4 separate regions of the Mus musculus genome follow, and regions 2, 3 and 4 are each linked to region 1. The links are chromatin contacts, called in public Hi-C and promoter capture Hi-C maps. All regions are on one chromosome and are shown on one strand. The core of a region is the stretch at or near the end of the contact, and the rest is flanking DNA. Distances in the headings are between cores, read along the strand shown. Region 1 holds the start of Tarsl2 (threonyl-tRNA synthetase-like 2). Region 2 overlaps Apba2 (amyloid beta (A4) precursor protein-binding, family A, member 2). Region 3 overlaps Fam189a1 (family with sequence similarity 189, member A1). Region 4 holds the start of Lrrk1 (leucine-rich repeat kinase 1).

Evidence for each region. Promoter capture Hi-C pulls out the DNA fragments that hold promoters and counts their contacts. Hi-C and Micro-C count contacts between places; a contact is called where the count stands out from the background.
Region 2: a contact with region 1 is called in a Hi-C map of cortical neurons, with 2.5 times the contacts expected there. The contact joins the enhancer-like site here to the promoter of Tarsl2 in region 1. A contact is called at or near these places in 2 of 39 promoter capture datasets (hippocampal neurons and stem cell-derived epiblast-like cells) and 1 of 484 Hi-C or Micro-C datasets (cortical neurons).
Region 3: a contact with region 1 is called in a promoter capture Hi-C map of embryonic stem cells, with 4 times the contacts expected there. The contact joins the enhancer-like site here to the promoter of Tarsl2 in region 1. A contact is called at or near these places in 7 of 39 promoter capture datasets (the 3T3-L1 cell line, cranial neural crest, embryonic stem cells and 3 more), 2 of 484 Hi-C or Micro-C datasets (cerebral cortex and myocytes) and 2 of 115 datasets of contacts at active chromatin or transcription factors (astrocytes and embryonic stem cells).
Region 4: a contact with region 1 is called in a promoter capture Hi-C map of pre-B cells. The contact joins the promoter of Lrrk1 here to the promoter of Tarsl2 in region 1. A contact is called at or near these places in 4 of 39 promoter capture datasets (the C10 cell line, the HPC-7 cell line, liver and 1 more), 1 of 484 Hi-C or Micro-C datasets (B cells) and 1 of 9 other capture datasets (liver).

What each region holds. Positions count from the first base shown.
Region 1 is chr7:65,643,187-65,646,833 of GRCm38.p6, reverse strand. It overlaps Tarsl2 (threonyl-tRNA synthetase-like 2), which reads right to left and starts at 1,936. Exons shown (of 19, transcript NM_172310.2): 1 at 1,620-1,936; 2 at 513-581. The coding sequence starts at 1,889.
Region 2 is chr7:64,749,860-64,753,506 of GRCm38.p6, reverse strand. It overlaps Apba2 (amyloid beta (A4) precursor protein-binding, family A, member 2), which reads right to left. Exons shown (of 15, transcript NM_001291166.1): 14 at 3,264-3,404; 15 at 1-436. The coding sequence ends at 365. Among named protein-coding and RNA genes, the nearest start is that of Nsmce3, 120 kb to the left of the region's middle. Within about 2 kb of position 1,781, at least 30 of the 459 cell types and tissues checked have an H3K27ac peak or open chromatin away from gene starts, as enhancers often do. A contact at or near this core is called in cortical neurons and hippocampal neurons, where this site is marked.
Region 3 is chr7:64,838,757-64,842,403 of GRCm38.p6, reverse strand. The region is part of intron 3 of Fam189a1 (family with sequence similarity 189, member A1); the gene reads left to right. Among named protein-coding and RNA genes, the nearest start is that of Nsmce3, 32 kb to the left of the region's middle. Within about 2 kb of position 1,958, at least 123 of the 459 cell types and tissues checked have an H3K27ac peak or open chromatin away from gene starts, as enhancers often do. A contact at or near this core is called in astrocytes, cerebral cortex, embryonic stem cells and 2 more, where this site is marked.
Region 4 is chr7:66,386,718-66,390,364 of GRCm38.p6, reverse strand. It overlaps Lrrk1 (leucine-rich repeat kinase 1), which reads left to right and starts at 2,024. Exons shown (of 34, transcript NM_146191.3): 1 at 2,024-2,145.

The DNA.
Region 1 (3,647 bases), core at 687-3,186:
GGTAGAAGCAGGAAATATGACGTCAGAACTCTATTATTTCACCTTTAAAAAACGTGGAGAAAGTGGGTGGTGGTGGCCCACCCTTTAATCCCAGCCCTTGGGAGGCAAAGGCAGGTAGATCTCTGTGACTCTGAGGCCATCCTGGTTGACAGAGAGAGTGTCAGGACAGCCAAAGCCTTGCTACACCATGTAACATTGCATAGATACACTGTAAATAGTGGGAGAGAGAAATGTCCATGGGTATAGTATTCAAAGACCTTAGGTAAGAGGGACAGAGAAGGCCTGTTTCAAGAAAAAACAAAAAACAAACAAACAAAAAAAGAAAAAACTAAAACAAAAGAAAGAGAAAAGAAAGAAGGAAAAGAGTAGAGAGCCCTTGAGCCAGTGGCTAACTTGACTCTAAGAGGTTACTGGTGTGGTCCAGACAATTTCACCAGTAACTATGTCCTTACCCTACGTCCCGCAGACCCAGGATTACTAGTGAACATTCCATTTCTACAGCAGCGACTTACCTCCCGGCCAGGCTCACTCTGCTTCAGCCTCTTCTTCTTTGTGTCCTTCTCTTGGTTTTGGGTAGGAGGCTGAAAGATAATGGGAGGCAAGAGCAGTACATGAGAAACCCGGGGAAGGAGGAAACCCAGAGAGCTCACGGCAGGGCCCATGGTTGGAGAGTCCCGGCTGGGCTGTGGGAACCAGGATCTACTTATAACCCTCAGGGATCTGGTTTCAGAGTTCAGCCCTATCTGTCCGAGCACATTAAAACTGGGGGTGTAGCTCAGTAATAGAGCACTGCCCAGTATTCACAAGGCCATGGGTCCCATAGCCTGCAACACACACAGTCTCTGTGTCTCTCTGTCACTCTTCCCTAAACTTTAAACAAATAATGTCACTGGAAATTGTGGCTGCCACCAGACTCTTATTCATTGCACTATTTCATTAGATGTTGCCAGAGCAAAAACAAAACAAACAAACAAAACAAAAACCAAAAACCCCTCAGTTTTAGAAAGCCTTTAGAACTTAGAAAAAAAATTCTTCTAATTTGTTACTTAATAATCTTCTAAAACATGAAAATACTGTAATCAAATACTTCTGTTAAATATACAGATCACATATAGGCCTCAAAGCAAACCACCAAAATAAGACAGTAAAAATAACCTGTCTTCAGATAGCACAGAACCAGCCAGCAGAGAGAATAGAAACTGTTAGGTCCTCTTCTCCAAGGATACTGTGACTCTTAAACACTGAAGCGGCCTTTTAAAAAGTTTTTATTTGAGACAGCGTCTTCTCATATTGCCCTGGCCGACCTGATTCTCAATATTTACTCCAGGCGGGCCTTAAATTCTCAGCCATCCTCCTGCCTCAGCCTCCAGAGTTCTGGATTAGAGGCATGCACCTCAGTTTGATCTGCTACTGGAGGGAAAAAATGTTGTTTGCAGTCTGTCCAATGAAGAGCTGAGAAATTATACCAGCTGGTCAGTTAGGAGGTTGGTGGAAACCTAGCGGTTCCCCAGGCCGTGGGCAGTGGGCAGGGCGCGGGCGGGGACACACCCTGCAGCCCTGTCCGCACCCGGGTGCAGAATTGGAACCCGCTGAGTGCGTACTCCTGGGCCGCCGGTTACCTCGTGCGCCGCCGCTCGCCCGGCCTCGGTGCGGCGCTGCTCCGCCAGGCGCAGCCGCAGGCCACACAGGCGCTGGTGCAGGTCGCGGTTCTCCGCCTGGAGCTGTGCCACCTCGCGTGTCAGGCGCGGGCCCTCGGCTTGGCCCCGCTCGGGCCCGCGCAGCTGCTCGTCCCTCAGGCGCTGCACCTCCGCGCACAGCCAGCGGATGTCCTCCTCCTGCCGCTGCAGGCGCGAGGCCACCGCCTGAGCCGCCAGGGCCTGGGCCGCCATGGTAGCTTCCCTGTGCCACCTGAGCCCGCCAGCCCAGCCAGAGTGACAAGGAGACGGGGCGGGGCGGAGCTGAAGGACTTCGGGAGGCGGGGTGAAGTGGGGGTGCATCACTATATGGGGCGGGGCGATGGAGGAAGAGGGGCGGGGCTGGAGCTGGGTATCCCTGCATGGGGCGGAGCGATGCACGGGCAAGAGGCGGGGCCATATCGGGGCAACTGTGCAGAGGCCAGGCGATGGGCAAAGAAGAGGGGCGGGCTATAGGATAATGAAGGGCGGGGCAGGAGTGATGGGAGGGGCAAGGGTAGGCATCATTTCAGAGGAGAAGCGATGAGACAGCGCGGCATCATCGCTGGGGAAGATGAGACGGCTGAGCAATGCTTCATAAAACAAGGAAAATGGGCAGGGGAGTGTGGCAGGGAGCACGGGCAGGAACACGGCCAATGTTGGGTGCACTGCAGGATTGAGAACTACGCTCTGGACCTAGGCAGCAGGAGTGGGACCACCGGATGGGCATCTTTAGCGTTTGGAGGCATGTCCAGGTGCTACTGGAAGTGTGTTCAGTCTAATGAAACTGGAGTTTGAGATATTGAAGCCCAGAGGAGGTGCGTCTCTTGACCAGATTGTCCAAACCGTTAGCAAAGCCTGATGGATTTCTTTCATTCCCCTCTTAAATTCTTGCAGTCACCACACTGTGCAAACAGGTTCTGAAAAGCGGCCATTGAAAATAGACCTTCATGCCAAGGCTGTGCAAATACAGTGGCACTTGGCAAGGACACACAGAAGAGCACTACAAAAACTTCAGCCTGGCCAGCACAACATTGTTCACTATTTGAGTCTAGAGCAAATGCTGTTTATAACTGTCTTAAGATTATTTTAAGTAGAAACATTTGTGCTATCGGACTTTGGAAACAGTGGTCCGCAAAGAATTAAGCTCTCATCCTGGAGCAGGAAAGGGCTGAAGCCCTGCTGCCCCCTGGGGGAGGAGTTGCCCTAGGAATTGCTGGACAGACTGGAACTAAGCCGATGATGGAGCCACACCTCCACCACTGGCCTCTACTTAAACTTAAACCTCATATTAGCACCCCAATGACGGGCTTGGGGTAGGTGGCTGAACCCCTGTAGCTGTTCATCTTCCCACTGTAACCACAATGAATAAATCTCCTTTCTCTGCTTTTTATTGTTAACTGTCATTTTAATTGGCATGTTTCAGAGGGTTAGCTGAGCTTATGTCGTTGAAACTTCCAGAAGCCAGGCTTTGACTCTAAAGACTCCAGTAATAAGTTCACACATGACTTTGTTTCTCTTATAACCATGAGCAAGAAGCTTCCTGTGGCAAGAACAAAAGTTGGCTTTTACTGTTCTTAAGTTCCTAGAATGTGCCAAGACATGAACGAAGCGATTTGGAAATAGTCACTTCTTAAATCTTCATTAAAAGAGATGATACCATTATACCCATGTATAATGCAGAAACTAAGGCACAGAGGGTAGCATTTAGTCAAACATGTCTCATGATGTAATCTAGGTAATGGAGGCAATAAGAGTTCCAAAATAGGGTTTATCTTGGGGTGGGATAGTTCAAGGGTGAGAAATTACTCTGAGAAATGGAGTCTGGGTAATGTGAGCAAGGTGGACAGACAGGTGGATAAATGTAACTCTGGGGAATAGGTGGAAGGAGCTGAGGAGTTAATCAGATTCACAGATCACTCCCAGCAAGAGATGCCATTGTCTTCCATGTGGAAATTGAAGACCTCTTCTGTG
Region 2 (3,647 bases), core at 532-3,031, 890 kb after region 1:
GGTAAGTTTCACAAAGGATTGCCCTGCAACTCTCCTTCAGTAAGGACATACCTATTTTTCCCCCTTTTCTTTCTTTCTTTCTTTCTTTCTTTCTTTCTTTCTTTCTTTCTTTCTTTCTTTCTTTCTTTCTTTTTTTTGTTGTAGCAAAACTGAAAACAAAACTAAAACAAAACAAAACAAAACAAAAACAACCAAACAAAAAAACTAGGTGACAAGGACACACCCTTCCTTTGAGGGAGCCAGAGGTCCTGGTTGGGGTGGCTGCAAGGGGGTCAGGGGGTCAGGGCTTTGTCCTGGCTTCTGGCTCGTCCGGACCCAGGTGGGTCTGCCTGGTATCCCGGCTCCACGGTGAGGTTGGGTGTACCTAGATGTACAGCGGGGTCTCCTGGCCCGTGAGGAGCCTAAACATGGCTGCAGGCATGGTCTTCATGTGAATCTGGAAACAGAGAGGAAAGGCTGAGCCAGCTGCCGCTTCTCCTTAGTGAAATGAATGCATCAGGTGCCAGTCTCCGAGAGGCTCTCAGTGAGCAGGCTGGGATAGAAGGGTGGGTGCCCCTCCGATACGGGGCTTCTGATACACTCTGTCTCTCTCTCATCTGGAGCTGACACCAAAAGAATGGGACAGTAGACTTCTGATGGTGACTGGGCACAGGTCCTCCCCCCCCCGCCTCCCCCCCCCCCCCCCCGAGCTGCAAGAAGTGTGCTGTGCTTCTGAGAAGGGGATGCACAGACTCTGGATGAGGCAAGAGGATGTGGGGCGAGGGAAGAGCTGAAGAGACAAGGAGTCCCTCAATTAACAAATGACTCTCAACAACCCAGTTGCCCTTGGGCTCTACTTGGGCTGGGTAGACCATGGGATGACTTCCTGGGTGGTGGGATGACTCTGAGTCCCGAGAGACAAACAGCAGGGAGCTCTGATTCCCCTTTTCCACTCCCCATACTGGGGTTGTGCTCCTGGACTTGGGCCGTGCTGTGCTCTGGAAGAAGCTGCCAGGGTCTCAGCTGCCTCCAGGTCTGTTCTGGCCCAGACTGTACTCTGCGGACGGAGCTCATACAGGTGAAACGTGCAGATGTTTGCTTCGTTCATACTTTAGCTCCTCCACAAGTCCACAGGACAGCCTTTCCCTCAGGAGCATCATTCGCCGTAATTCTTCAATTAAAACCTACCCCACCCACAACCTGTGAGGGCGTCTCAAAATGGGGTGACTCATTCTCCAAATGTGCTTGGGGGTTGGTGGGAAATGCAGGCAGACATTTCTGTCACCAGCTGGGTGGGTGAAGCCTTGCTCAGCCCACAGGCTGAAGGGAGTTGCCACACTCCCTCTCTCTGCTGTTTCCTTAGTTATCAATTAATCTCAGGCCTGAGGTGGTGGAGTCATTTCTTGGGGTCCCCGGCCCACCCCCACCCTCCCCCGGCCAGGATTGATTTCTTTAGGTGTGAGACTGGTTACTCCCATGAGGGCAGTCATTTCTGAATGTCTACTTAGGAAAATTGGATTGTCCTTTCTTGGAAGCCATTAGTTAGAAGCAGCCAATGGCCCCCTCCTGTCCCCTCCTTGAGAGTTAGCCATCACTTGCAGCCAGTCCAAAGAATGTACCTCTTCCCCCAAGCCCCTTTAGGTATGTCAAAAGATGCTGACTTGGTCATTGTGGCCCCAAGAGAGGTGATTTAAGGGACATAAACCAGGATCCCCTGAGGAAATAACAACTCCCATCCTTCCATGCCCAAAGGAAATGGGAGTCTGGACCATCTGCCCTGCATGAGCACCCAGTGGCCACTAGAGGGAGTCTGGCAGCCCTGCAGGGACCACAGCAGAATTCCAGGAAAAGATCAGCGGGCAGGCAACTCCCCTAGCCAGAGCCTCTCCAGCTCAGCGCCAGCCTCCCACTCTGTGCCAGCACTCACAGTTTCCCAGAGACCACCCCGCCACAGTTCCCACTCCCACACTCACACCCCCATATTCATGGGAATTTGGACTGCCATGTGCACACGCATACTCTCATACTCAGATGTATACATCATGACCATACACGTCCCCTGTAAGTTTCTAATTGCATTCACACACACACACACACACACACACACACACACACACACACACACACACACACACCTACACTCATTTACGCCCACTCTAACACATTTATGCACACATCACAAACACAGCCTCCTCCACAAATTCACATGCATCCATACACTAACACCCCCACTCATACAAACCGGCAAGCATACTCCATCTCTTATACACAACTACAGGCACAGGTCACAAGCACACACTTAACCCACAATATCACAGATTCAGTCACTCATCTACATAAACACTAACACAAATACCTCACTCTTAGCCTACCTATTCTCATACATAGCCACAAATACACCAAAACACACTTTTTCTTCACAAACTCACACGCATTCTTACCCACACACCTATACTGACTAGCACCCACACCCTCACAGACACAATCATACACACCTACACAATACACTCTTACCCATAACTATAGACACACTAACATCCGGACACTCATAACCTCTTCTCCACCAGCTGCATATGCGAGAGCACACACACACACACACACACACACACACACACACACACACACACCTTCATACTACAAACCTCACCCATACTGCGTAAGTTTCCTCTCTGTGCACTGCAGCATCATCCACACCTTGCACTATGATGCTCACCTGTGTGATCCTTGAGGACAGCTATACCCCTCCTCGGGGACCAAAGGGTCTTGCTAGAATGCAAATGACCAAAGAAGGGCCAAACTAGGGGATGGTTGCAAGCTAGCGAACTATGAAAAGAAAAAGCAGTTTGACCCTGGGCACAGAGCAACACCCATGACACAGCAGCTATGAGCTAACCAGGCCTCCTGGTGTAGGGAGCTGGATGTACGGGATTCTGTTCAGAAATGGGGTTAGGGGCTGTGCCTGGGAGCCTCTGTCCTGAGATACCAGAGAGTCTAAGAGAACCCCCCCACTCTGCTCCCACTGTGAGGTGGGGGCACAGTCTGCTCCTCAGCTGACATCCAGTGGATGGTAACTGGCTCACAGGTCAAAGTGGGGCACACCCATGAAACAGGAGGTGGAGGTAAGCCCAAGGTCCCACATGCCCACTCTGTTCTAAACAGGGCTGCTTTCTGTTGGAAGGACCAGTGGCTTTTCAAAACACATCAAATGGCTTCCAGGGTTAGCTAGGCAGAGAAAACAGGAGCTCAAACACCCCTGGACTTGAGGGGCAGACCAGCAGTCTTACCTCTCCCACCGAGTTAGACAGAGCCTGGACTATCTTCTCATGGGCTGTGGCTACCACACTCTGTCCGTTGATCTCGATGATACGGTGGCCGACTCGGACACCACCTCGCTCTGCAATACCCCCTCTCATGAGGCTGCAGATCTACGGGGACAGGTGAAGTCAGCATACATGTTCCCATGCACCCTGAAGATATTCCACCATGTCCCACAGATGGGGGAAGAGACATTATTGTTGCAAAAGATCCCAGCATTTCAGTCCCTGACTCATGAGCAAGAACAGCTGTGAGTTAGAATGTGGCTTTAAGAAGAGGAGCCAGCACCATTGTGTGAGTGTCAGAACTCCAAGGTAGACCAGAGAGTTTTTTCCTGGGACTGCCTACAGTGA
Region 3 (3,647 bases), core at 709-3,208, 800 kb after region 1:
ATATAAATGCTTCATTTTTAACAATTTTTCATGTAAAAAAAGCGCCATTAAAGACATTCATACTATGTGCAAATAGCACCTACCCACTTCCAGAACTTTTTCATAATCTTATATCAAAACTTGATGGTCATGAATGACCTCAGGGTCCCCTCCTCCACCCAGTGGGAACCAGCACTCTGTCCCTGTGATTGCCAGTCTAGGTAACTTGTCTAAGTAGAGTTACAAAGTGTCTGTCCTTTAGTGGATGACATTTTTTTTTAAGTGTGTTTTTAAGATCTCATTTTTCTTTTTTATTGGTAAGGTTAATTATGGGAAGTGTTTGAATGTGATCCTATTGGCATCTCTTATATAAGAATAATTACAATTCACAATATGATTAGACATGTGGAATCATATACCTTGTTCTCTATGACTCACATCTTCATGGGGAGACAAAAATAAATGTGATTTTCAGCACTGCACAGAAGTTCAGTCAGCTGGTCTAAACACTGTTTCCAGGAGGTGGTCACTTCTTTACCCTCTTTCCCATGGTTCCTGGGCATGGGGAGGACACAGAGCATCATGGCAGGGGTGTGTGAACCCACTCGGAGCCACATAGCCCTGTGGGCAGTAGATTCGGCATGAGTTTGGCATCTGGGGCAGAAGACCAGGTTCCTGCCATGGGCATAGCTCTCCAGCTGCTCGTCAACAACCCCAGACTTCAGATCTCTCAGACAACTAAGCCTCTGCCTTTCCTCAGCCTGGAGGAACCATGAGGCCCCCATCTTTCTCTTTCTAAAATTGTCAGCTCTGGGGCTACACCATTCTCACTTGCCTGCTCGCCTGTCCTCTAAGCTGCTGCTCCCAAATCTCCTCATGTCTGTATCCAACACGGGGTGATGACAGAGCTCAGGAAACATTTGCTGAGTGGTGATCTGGACAGAATATTCATGGCCAATGCTGTGCGACAGTCCAGCAGGTGGCTGAAGCTGCCTAATTAGTTCCATGGGTCGATTGTGGGTTTTTTTTTCAGAGCTAACCATTTCCATGATCCACTTCCTTTATAGACCGCCGCTGGGGATGTCAGGAGCATAGGAGGGGCGCTCAGTGGCACATCTCGAGGAGGACCTTAATCTTGAGACTGCCTTAGTTTATCCAGAGCCTGTTAGTTTCTTCTGCAGGTTCATAGCAGCATTTACTACCAGTGCTCTCAGCTCTGAATACATCCAGTAACCAAGCCAACACCAATTACATAGCCACATCCTTCAGAAGAGCCTGTCAGTAACCAGGGAAACCCTGATTTAGCTTCATGACTCTGAATAGTAAATTAGAAAAGGACACAGCCTCAGGCTGGGGCAGTTAGACAGGTCTGGCTCTGAAAGTAAAGGGAGGCTTGACTGACGTGCACAGTGCTCCGGAGGTCTTGCTAGCCTTTGTTTCATGGTGGATTTTAGAAGTGCTAAAGTTTTTCTGGTTTTGCTTTTTGTTGTTTTTTAATGGTTTAGTATACCAACCACTGGTCAGGAGCAGTCTTGGCTTCTTTTGGCCTCATGAGAAATTTAGAGCTTGATTTCCACTGGTACCTTGTTATAATGATACCTACTTTGTTTTCTCCCCTGAGAATATGATTCTATTTTACTTTATCATCAAGTGAATTTGCCTTGTTGTGAACAAATAGATTTCACGGCAAAAGGGATGACTCAAAAGTTGATTCCAAGCTCAAAAGTTTCCTTGCAGAGGAAATACCCCCTAACAAAATAAATATAGTAACAACACAGTAACCCAGCAACAGTTCCAGGTAAGTGTTTCTCAGTATGCTGCCCAGATGGGCTATCTCCTGCTCATTGGACTGGTTCGTTCTGACCCATGGAGGGCCCCCATATCCAGCATGCTCCTGGTTCAAAGACAATGCTCTGACTCCCCTACCCCAGAAAAATCTCATGTTCCAACAGGGGGCAGTGTTAGGCAAATTGCTACCAGGAGAGAAGGACAGAAGGTGGGGAGAAGTGTGGTGGGGGAGGGGAAGGGGCGGGGAGCAGAATGTGTGTAGATAAGGGGCGTCTAAGCAGGTGGCCTGTGAATCGCGGGTCCACAGGTGTCTGGGAAAGGCCCGGGGCAAACTTGTGTGGTCTCGGAATTGAAGGGAAGGCCTTGTAGCCACCGCTGGAAAGAAGCGCTGGAGCTGAGGTGCCGGGCGTGTGCAGCTGTGACCTAGCTGAGTCTGGTCTTGGCTTCCTCACCAGGTCCTAGGTCCCCTTGTACTTTTGCGGTGCTTGTCGGGCAGCGCGCTCAGTAGGCCGCCCTCTGGTGGGTTTTCTTCTCTGTGATTCTAGGGCTGGGACACTAAGATCCTTCTGTCTCTAGCCAGCACCAGATGCATAATTAGGAGGCGTGTCTGTGACTGTCAGCCTCCCTCTCACAGCTGCTCCGGGGAGGACAACGGAGGAACTCAGAGGGTAACTCCCTTTCCGCTTTGCAACAGGAACTGGGATAAATCTGTTAGCATTCCAGGGAGCCCACATCACCCTGTGTGGTCCAGCTCACACCTGTTAGCCTGGATTTATCTGGTCTTCCAAGTTTCTGGCTGGTTGCCTGTGGCTTTGGACTTTGCTTAACTCCCGCTGGGACTTCATCCCCATCCGTCCTCTGTCAGCTGAGTGCTCTCCAGAGAGTGTCTACCTGTCGGGATCTATGGGATGTAGTGGGGTGAGAAGCTCCCCATTCAGGGTTTTGGGAGATGCTGCAGGTATAGGGTGATGTTGCCTTTCTCTCTACCTCTCCCAGACACTGCTGTATTCAGGCCTTCTGGAGAGGAGGGTGTTTAACAGGGGCCTTTTATAATTTACTTTCTAATTTTATTTTATGTGTGGGTGTTGTGTTTGTATGCATGTCTGTGCACCACATGCCTGCTTGGTGCTGGAGGAGGCCAGAAGAGGGTGTCAGATTCCCATGGATCTGGAGTTGCTTGCTGATGGTTGTAAGTCACTATGTGGGGGGCTGGGAAACGGACCAAGGACCCAGGAAGAGCATCAAGACAGTAGAACTGTCTCTCTACTCCCTTGAACGAGGCTTTAATGCTTGTTGGAATGTTTATGAGAGAGGTGGAGGTGGAGGAGGAGAGGGAGACCCCTCATTGTGTGGAGTCATGGCTCATTTTTAGACCGCATGAAACTGACATCCAGGCTCTATAACTGACACAGCCCTATATTGCGTCTGTCTCCCTGGGTCCCTCAGTGTGTCAGGGAAGGAGAGGTGTCTACTGCCAGGGCAATGTGCTTGGAGAGTGGACTTGACTTGTCAAGAGTAGAGTGAAACTCACAGTCTCTTCGAACCAGGCTAGACACAGACTCGTGACATCTGGAGGCCTCATCTTGATGGACTAGCGCTCCCACAAAGGCCTACAGGCCTGGAACTCAGCATTTTTACAAAAGAAACTCGAAATAGAAAATTATGTGGCGTTCCCATATTTTACCTCGAGCACAGTGTGGCCTTCCCAGCTCTGAGGAGTGAAAGAAACCTTAAGTTTGAATAACTGCCCCCCTAGCCCAAGGGCAACCAGTTGGCACTCTGCCCAACTTTTTTATTTAATGTGTATGCACCATTAACTTTGATCTATGACACAGAACCTAATGCCACTGGTTCTGCATCTTCAGATCTAAACACCCCCA
Region 4 (3,647 bases), core at 775-3,274, 740 kb before region 1:
ATCACCCCCTTAAAATATGGTGCTGGAGGTTGCACCAGAGCTTTCTCAGTAAGCCCCTCTGCTTGTGTTGCTATATTTATGAGCACTTCATATCTGATCCAAATGTGAGCATAGGATGATATTAAAATGACACCTCCTATTGTCTGATTAATTAGAGCACGCCTGCCTGAACAGAACCACTCTAGAGACATGTGTGAGTATGTGTGTATAAGTGTGTGCAGGTGCAATTATATGCATGCACTTGGACACATTCTCTCAAAGAAGACATTATGGGATGTTCTAGTTTCAGCTCTTGGTGGGTGCCTACTTTCTAATGCCTACTAGAATCCTTGTAGCCAACTGTGATTGTAGGTGGAGACCGGAAGAGGGTCTTTAAATTATTGTGTGTGTGTGTGGGGGGGGGAGACATCAAACAAAAGTGAGCATTTGGCTGAATAAAATCGAGTGTCAGAAGACAAAAGGAACAGTTAGCCTCCGCAGTGTCATGCTCATTCAGGGAGGTGGGTGGCTGATCTACCTCTGACCACTGTCTATCAGAGGACCCCTTTGTAGACAGGGTAATTCCAACCTCAGACTGAAAGTCAGGGTGGGATGTGAGCAAACCCAAGAAAAACATGGGTCTGCAGGAATGAAAAAGAAGTGAGAAGGAATTTTAGCTATTCTGTAATTGTCTCCTTTGCAAACTTGTGATTAAAACACACCTACTGGGTACAGTTGAATACTGTGATATGGCCATCTCAAAAAAAGCTCATATATGTGTCGAATATTCCAGACCTTTGTTTGCTCGTTTGTTTGTTTTAAATTGGGCACTTTTCTTAACCTATTTCTAAGATTGTTTAAAGTGGAAAATTTCTTGCCACTTAAGCATAGGCAACACAAGTCCTCTTAGTGTGTGTTGGTCCTGGCTCTAGACATGGACTTCCTTTTAGTAACGCTAGGTGGCAGTGATGTATGTATGCCCTGAAGGCGCCACCAAGCCAGGCTCATTCAAACTGCTGACGCCATGCCTTGCAAATTATTAGGGACTTTTCCATAGCAGTCATGTTGCTGGCCTTGCTAATTGGTCTGAGGACCTCGGTGGTGAGGACAGGATTGCAGAACCCCACCTACATTTTTGTAACAGTGTTCGATGGAGGAAAAGAAGAGCGAACGTAGAAGAGCTGCGAGGTTGTGGCCTTGCCAACTAGGGATACAAACTCCAACTCTAAACAAACACTTGAGGTGTTCCCAAAATATCTCAGGCGGCCCACGGCTTCTCAAATTCTGTGAGCTGCCAGTGAGGCGGTCTGTCAATGTTCTTTGCACTTGGTCTCAGGAATATTCATTCTTACCAGTAAGAAGCACTTCGGTCCAGTACTGATTTTCTACCAAGGATTATCTTTTCTCGGGGAAAACGAGCGGAATCCGAAGCTTGCCTGCTGAGTGTATAGCCGCGTTTGGTTATTAACTTCAGTGGAATCAACTGACAACATTCCACCTCATCGCCACAAGCAGCCAGTCAGGGTGGCATGCTCCTGTAATCCCAGCTACTCCGGAGTTCGAAAATCGAAAAATATTCATCAGCTAGTAATATCTTTGCAAACGTCCATAATTTAAGTTAGCGAACTCGTGTGGTGAAAAAGCGCAGTTTACAAAACATCAACTTTTAAAATGTAGTTTCTGCACCGCTCCATAAAGACCTGCACACACATTAATATTCTCGCTCTCTTAATATTTACAGTCACAGTATATGGCCAGCAAACAGGATAAAAATTAATCTGTTACTCGAGCAGGGTAGGAAAGGCACAACCTTGTCACTGTGCCTGTCCGCAGGGAAGGCAGCAAAGCATTCAAATTTGGAGAGGAGTCCACAAAGTTTCAAGACCCAAGCGTCTACCGAGGCACAAGAGCAGTGAGCTTGGTCACCGACATCTTGCAGCTAGGGAAACCGAGGCAGGCCATCCAGGGGAGGTCGGGGCGGCCGACCCTCTGGCACAGCCCTGCTTCCGCGCCACCCGCCCTCTCCGCCCGCCAGGCGGCCGCAGGATTGAGGAAGTGCGTCTGGCCCCCGGCGGCCAGAGCATTGCAGGGCAGAGTACGGTAGGACCGGCAGGCCCCGGCCCTCTGATGTCGCCGATCCGCGGCTTCCAGACCCTGCCGCCGCAGGTAAGTGCTGCTCCGACCCGCGCCCTGTCCGAGGACCCGAGCGAAGCCCGCACCTTAGATCCAAGCTTTGCCCGCACCACCCCGTCCCGCGCCCGGGTCCCCGCGTGCAGCCGCCGTCGCCTGCTTGTGCCCTGCGTCTCGCCTCGCCCCACAGCTCCTCTCCCCAGCTCAGCACCCCGTACCCCGGGCGACCGCGTGCTCCGGACCCCGGCCTGTGTCCGGGACCCGCAGGTCACAGCTCCGGTGGGCGTCTGGAACTCGGGCTGCCCGGGGTCTCTTCGCTGCCTCTCTGGGCTGCGCAGCGACCCTCGCCCCTTGAAGGGTTAAAGCGAGTGCAGAGCTAGAACCCGGGAGCTGGGGCAGCCGAAAACCAGCCTGGGATCGGAGCGGGGCGGGGGCGGGGAGCCGAGTTCAGAAACAAAAGTAGGAAACACTAGGGAGACTACAAAGTTCTTTTGCGTTTGGAAAAAAAAAAAAAAAAAAAAAAGCCTGACTTTTAACTTGGGAGTGGGGGTGGGGTCTAAGCGTGGGAGTTCGTGGGCGCGAGTGGCTGGAGGCAAAGGCCCAGCGAGGCTCTTCCCGCGCGTGCGGGACAGCCGGGTGGTGCTGGATGGTCTGGAGGTCTTCCCCTGCTCCACGCGTGGGGCATGTTTCTCACCCTGTGGTCCCATCACTTTGCCTATGGGCTCTGTTGCTTGGAGCCAGTGGCAGTCCTTAATGGATGAGAACAAGAATTCCTGGAGGGGCAGTAAGAAAGACAGCAATGGAGAGACTCTAGGGATGCTGACAGCCAGTTCAGTCTGGCTTTTAATAGTTTGAGGCCATTACGTTTTTCTCTTACATGATGCTCATCCCTGCAAAAACCGGAGCAGGATAGATAGGGTCTTAAAGGCAAATTCTCTTAGCAAATTCTCACCAAATAACCTATTTTTGATGAGTTGGTCACTCACACTCACATAGCAGCATCAAAGGACCTACGATTTGTACACTTTGAAAAACTTTAGCATTGAATTCTTTCTGTGATTTGGTTTTCATTGTCCTTGCTCATGTTCCAGAAGAATATAGCATACCAACACCTAATTTGTCCTTAGAGGGGCTTTTCTAGTCAGCCAAACGTTTCCTTCCCCCACACCTACAACAGTCTCCTTAATAGTTTGGATATAATTATTATAACTAACTAAATAAACCAGCTAAGGAGATGGCTCAGTATACAAAGCACTTGCTGATCACGTGTGAGGATCTGAATTCAGATTCAGAATCCGCTTAAAGCCAGATGAGACAAAGGTGCAATCCCAGATGCCCCCACTTCAAGATGGGAGATTCCCTGGAAGCTCACTGGTCAGCTAGCTTTGTGTGGGCAACATGAAGAAGAAGCCTTGTCTCAAACATGGTGCAAAGCAAAGACCAACAGCAGGTCATCTGATGATCTCAACACACACATACGGACGCCACACTCACACACACACACAAACATACAAACAGAGAGAGAGAGAGAGAGGGAG